Regions from separate parts of the Mus musculus genome. Here region 2 is linked to region 1. Evidence: chromatin contacts called from public promoter capture Hi-C data. All regions are on one chromosome and are shown on one strand. Each heading gives the region's core, a stretch centred on a gene start, on an enhancer-like site or on the middle of the called end of the contact. The rest is flanking DNA. Distances are from core to core; before and after follow the strand shown.

Region 1 (2,849 bases), core at 249-2,748:
AAAACCTCTGACTGCACTTCTTCACCCCTCAGTCTCACGCTCAAGCTCTGCCACAGAACCCAGGCTGCAGCCTTCCCAGCCCTGGCCCTCCTGCCCTCTGGTCCTTCCGGTCCTCCTGCCTGCCTGCCCCCACCCCACCCTGCCTGTCTGACCCCCACCCTGCTTTCCTGCACCCCCACCCTGCCTGCCTGCCCCCCCCAACTCTGATGGCCTGCCCCCATCTCTTGTGGATCCCATAAATGGTCCAATCCTAACCTCCCTCCCATGCTTGTAGCTTTATCCCAGCAGGACCCCCTGCTAACCCAAAGGCCAGTCCCAGGACAGCAGGTGAGCTGACTGCAGATCTTTGCTCTCCTTCTGCTCCCAGTCCGGATCCACCTCCCCTCATCACCCCTCTTCCACCCCCAGCCCCATAGCAGAGCATCCACTATGGCCTCCTTTCCTCTCTGACTCCATCCCCAGTGGACCACAAAGATCTTCTCCAACCTTCCTTCCCTCAGCTCATTGCAGTACCCCAGCCTCCACCACCAGCAGGCATTCCCTAGGAACACAGCAGCTGAGCAGCCCAGGGAAGCAGGAATATAGATAGCCCAACTTTTTTCTTTTATATTCATGAGCAATTATGTACATCTTTTATAAACCTGAAATCTAATTTATATACTCAAACTACACAAGGGACACTTTTATTGAAATTGTAAAATAATTTCCTGTATGTTGGTTTTGTTACTCACTTTTAATAAAATAATGGCAAATTATTCTTTAAAGAAAAAAAAGCTCTAATAAAATAAGGGTTAATTAATCTAACGAGAACAATGATACTTTATCTTTAGGTAAGCTACGGAAACTTAGAGAGTCTCAGAAGCCAAAATGCCCTTGTTGTTTTCCTCATAAAGAGAAGTGAACCCTATGCTCTGAGTATCTGTAGGAAGTAGAAAAGAGGTTTTCCATAAGACTAGCCTGCACGACACCCTGTTCTTCTACAGCCCCATTCCACTCACAAGGGAAAATGCCTCCTCCTAGCAACCTCCAGAGGAAACAACCCACCAACTTCCATGAACCCAACAACCACCATTTAGCATTCATATTATTTGATACTCTCAAGTTACTGTACACATTTCAGAGGCCCACCTAGTCCTGTAATTTCTCTTAGAAAGAAAGCACAAAATAATTGCCATGATTTAGGGCAATCTTTCTGTCTTTCTCCTAATCTACTTGGTAAGAAGAAACCCACAAATTCCCCAAATATGGGGATGCGGGGAGGGGGGAGCGCCTTAAGGTCAGGAGCGAATACTAACTCACTAATACTAATACAAGGGCGCTTGCCTGGGCCACACAAGGCTCTGGGTTCAACCCCGCATGGTACTGGGGGTGTGGGGGTGTTGATTGCATCATGTTTAAACTGTAGTTAATTCTCACAAGGAAAGCAAAAAGCTGTTGTTACTGGAAGGAAGTTGGCAGAGCCGGGTGGGTGACAACAGCAATTGTGCCAGATGCAGTTCTGCAATAAGCTAACCATGGGTCCCCAACTGGCAATCAATCCTGCGACTGTGACCACTAATGAGCTTAGGGCCTGCCAAGTTTCACGTGACTGATAGTTATGAAATCGTTTCCTTTCCATGTGTCTCAAAACAGATTTAAATTACCTTGTTTTTTAGCCTTAAAAGCATGACCAGTGATACAAAATAGCAAGCTAGGATATCCGCAACCACCATGAAATCACCCTCTGCAGCCAGAAGATTCCATAGTGCAAGCAACGGACATGGCTGACGGTGGAACTAGTTATGACATACAAAAACATGAAGTAACAATTTGCTCTGAACTGGATCCCTCTGATGACTTTGGGATGGATTTATCCTTACGCTATTTTTTTTTCCTTTTTAAAAAAAGGTGGAGGCTGGGGAAGTTGGCTCAGTGGATAAAGCATAAGAATCAGAGTTCAGATCCACAGAACCCATGTCAGAACTGGATGGGTGTGGCAGCCTGCCCTTAATTCCAGCATTTAGTAAGCAGAGAAACAGGCAGAGGGATGCTGGGGCAAGCAGGCTAGACACAGTAGCCACATCACCAAGCACGAGTTGAGCCTGAGACCCTGCCTTCATAAATAAAGTAGAACACATGTACACATATGAATCCACACAGCATGTAATATATACACCATATTTTTAAAAATGTAGTTGAATTTAGTAAAGAAATCAAAGATCAAATGTCATTACGAATCCTGGTCTGTTGTATATATGGGACAGGTTGATCTCACGTGATCACACGCGTGTGAACTTACAAAGACGGAGGTAGTTTTGAACACCTTCCTGGTGGAACACTTCTACTTACACAGCAAGAAGGTCCTCTCGGAGGCGGTCACAGAGGCCACCAGCCAGGGTGTGTGGAAAAGCACCTCGCCTAGGACAGAAGCTCCCTCTCTCAAGTGACTGCAACGACGAGTCGACCAGGGTTCAGTCCATTTGCAGGCCGCTTCAACCTGATGCTCCCAAGGTCATTACCAAAGCCATCCATGGGAAACAGCTCTAACATCTAACATCTCTAACAAAGTTCCTATCAAAAGGTCTAGCTTCCTTTTTTTTTTTTTTTTTTTTTTTTTTGGTTTTTGGAGACAGAGTTTCTCTGTATAGCCCTGGCTGTCCTGGAACTCACTTTGTAGACCAGGCTGGCCTTGAACTCAGAAATCCGCCTGCCTCCCGAGTGCTGGGATTAAAGGCATGTGCCACCATGCCCAGCAGAAGGTCTAGCTTTCAAGAAGAGAACAGTTCTAACGGGTAGCATAAATCAGAAGAGACAAGAGTCTAAGAGGGGAAAAAATACATAACAGAAAAGTAATTCTGTTTGCCTATTCC
Region 2 (2,849 bases), core at 155-2,654, 350 kb after region 1:
TCCGGAGTTGCTAAGGCTGTGCGTGGCTCAGTTGGTAGAGGGCTTGCCTAGAACACCCAAGTCCTGTGTTCAATTCCGAGTCTCACATAAGCCAGGTGTTTTGACATGCCTGTAATCCCAGCTCTGGAAGATTAGAAGTATAAGGCTATCCTTGGCTACATAACAAAGTTGAAGTCGGCCTTGTCTATATGGAACATTGTTTTAAACAAAGAAACAAAACTTACTTATTAGGAGTAATCGTGTTCTGATAAGTATGGAGGATTAAAAACTCAGCTCTGGTCTTGTCAGCACTAAGATTAACCTGCCACCTTGGCCTAGGGAACAAGCCTAGGGCCGTGCCTGAGAGGAGTTTGCTAGATTAGGTCTATTGAGGGGGGAAGAACCACCTTAACCATGACTAGCCCCCATTTGTAGGGTTCTGGACTGAATAAAATGAGTGAGCTGAATGCCAGCATTCACCATGCTGCCTCAGACTGTGAGTGCAGCGTGATCAGGCAGCTCCCATGCTTGCGCCATGGTGGACTGCATCTCTTCAAACTGTAGGTCAGAATAGACTCGTTCTCATCAGGTATTGTGTCACAATGACAAAAACAACTACAAAGACCTAAGCATAGTAAAAGTTAAATATTAAGAGCAAGAAGAGGTTTAGCTAACACTCCAAGAGAACAGTGGGTAGTGTGCATACTACTTAACGATAGAGCATAATAAAATGACTAACATATGTTAAAGTGAGACCTGATGTCATCATTGTCACTGCTGAAAATTTCTACAGACATGATTATGTTCAACCGTATCCAAACTATTTTTTATTGTAGAAGCAACTGGAAGATTACTTGACAAAAATACTAAAAATGCCCATGTACAGAAACTATCATGCCACGGTAAGTACCCTTTGGTGGAGTGGTCTTGCAGAGACCTAGAAGACCCTAAAGGGTAGCTCACTTTTGGGTATTCCATGAACATAAGTGCTTTGAGTTCCTGAGTTACACTGAATTAATGAATACAAAATTGCTTGGAGAGTCTCGATCCAGTTTATAACGATGACGTTGATATTTTTATAATACTGAGTAGATCTTGATAATGTCTGTAGCAACAGATTCAAATGAAGTTGAAATGCTACTATGGGCTAGAAATCTAGCAATCAGCCCTTTTCTCTCTACAGGTTTTTAGAATGAAACCAAAAAGCATTTCAATGCAGACTGTCAAGCAGGGTTGCGTACCCCAGATTAGACAGCGTAATTTGATTGCCACCTGATTGGCTCATGTATTCTTCTGATAGTGAGAAGCGTGGGAAACCAGGGAGAGAAAGACCTCTTGCAAAAAGAACAGAGAGAAGGTTGGTAGGCTTTGGAGCCACAAAGACTGAGCCTGGGAGGGCTGCAGCCAGCCTGCAGGAGGAAGCAGGCTTTGCAGTGTCAGCAAACAGAGAGCTTTGCTTTTGAAGAGGCCCTTGAATGGGGAGTGGGGTGTTTTTCAAAGATTAGCTTTCAGTTCTGCGGAGGTCTGAACAATGGCGACTATCTGGATTTTAATATTTCTCTCTGGCAGCACAGACAGTTGCTGTGAGGTTGTCCACACAGAAGTGTTGCACGTAACATGTATGAAATTCACACAGGTGCTACTTGGCCTCCAAGCTTAGAGAGTGGTGGACATGAACTGAGGAAGGGAGAGGAAGTGAGAGTGCTTGTCTCTGCTGTTTCCTGTGCGGGAGCTTCCCTACTGCTGTCTGCAGGTCTCCCTGTACACACACACACACACACACACACACACACACACACAGCCTCTGGTGTGGTGGCCTACAGTTCGGTGCCCATGGACTTGAGAAGCCTTTCAAGGCTTTGTAAGCCTGGAGACAAAGGAAACCTAGCCATTTGAGTCTCACCTGAGACTCTCAAGAGGAGGCTGATGTGAGAGGGGTCTTATTCCATCTTGTGGTGGCGAAATCACGTAATGGCTAACCCCTTGCTGATTTTAGGAGGAATGCAGCACTTAGCTGTGCTCTCTGAGCTCGGATACGTTATCCTCCTGATGCAGAGTCTTGCAAAGTTGACCTAACTCCCATACGCAGCACCCCCTCTCCCTTGTTTTTCTGCCCATGGCTTGACCTACACCCTTTCTCTGGACTTAAGAGCAGCACGTGTTGAGTTCACTCTTCTCTCGTTCTGTCTGCCTTACTACATTTTAGATTGTGATATTGAACAAGGAATTGGATATATTTTAAAGCGATGTTTAGTTTAATTACTTTTTCAGTCATAAAAATCTTAATTTGAAGCCACATTATGTTTATAAACCCCACGGTACCTTATAAGCATTGCTTTGGGAGGAGAAAAACCATCTCACAACCTGATGAATGTTCCCTTCCTGCTTGTATCTGATGGGTGGCCAGATACGCCCTTCAAAAGTTGAATCTGCCATGATTCACTGATATTTTCCTTCATGGTAAATTTCACCCAGTCTCAAGACTAGATACATAGGCCATATGTCATTTTGAAAAATTAGGTTACTATCTATGTATTTCCTGTAATAACTGAGAAATATTAAGTAAGCCCCAACTACAAAGGGCATTTTCTATTTATTTATTTATTTTACAGATGTAACATGCTTATACTTTATAAAGCAAGCCTGTTTGAAGTTAACTCAAGTCTTTTTCTTTTTTGCATGGTATATGCATGCATTTGTAGGGGTCACATATGTGCATGTATAGAAGCCAGGCGTTAACATCCTAGGGCTTCCTCCATCTATCTCTGACTGACCTTTTGAGACAAGATCTCCCCCTGAACCCGCATATCATCCATTAGCAAGGCTGGGCATCCATTGAGCTCCCATCTCCCAGGTCTGGGATCAAAGGC

What was found. Capture Hi-C pulls out chosen DNA fragments and counts their contacts.
Region 2: a promoter capture Hi-C map of adipose tissue shows a contact between it and region 1. The contact joins two enhancer-like sites.

The regions. Positions count from the first base shown.
Region 1 is chr3:27,676,278-27,679,126 of GRCm38.p6, forward strand. The region is part of intron 1 of Fndc3b (fibronectin type III domain containing 3B); the gene reads right to left. Among named protein-coding and RNA genes, the nearest start is that of Fndc3b, 33 kb to the right of the region's middle. Within about 2 kb of position 1,499, at least 50 of the 459 cell types and tissues checked have an H3K27ac peak or open chromatin away from gene starts, as enhancers often do. A contact at or near this core is called in adipose tissue, where this site is marked.
Region 2 is chr3:28,030,422-28,033,270 of GRCm38.p6, forward strand. Pld1 (phospholipase D1) reads left to right here. Exons shown (of 27, transcript NM_001164056.1): 7 at 816-881. Among named protein-coding and RNA genes, the nearest start is that of Pld1, 93 kb to the left of the region's middle. Within about 2 kb of position 1,405, at least 39 of the 459 cell types and tissues checked have an H3K27ac peak or open chromatin away from gene starts, as enhancers often do. A contact at or near this core is called in adipose tissue, where this site is marked.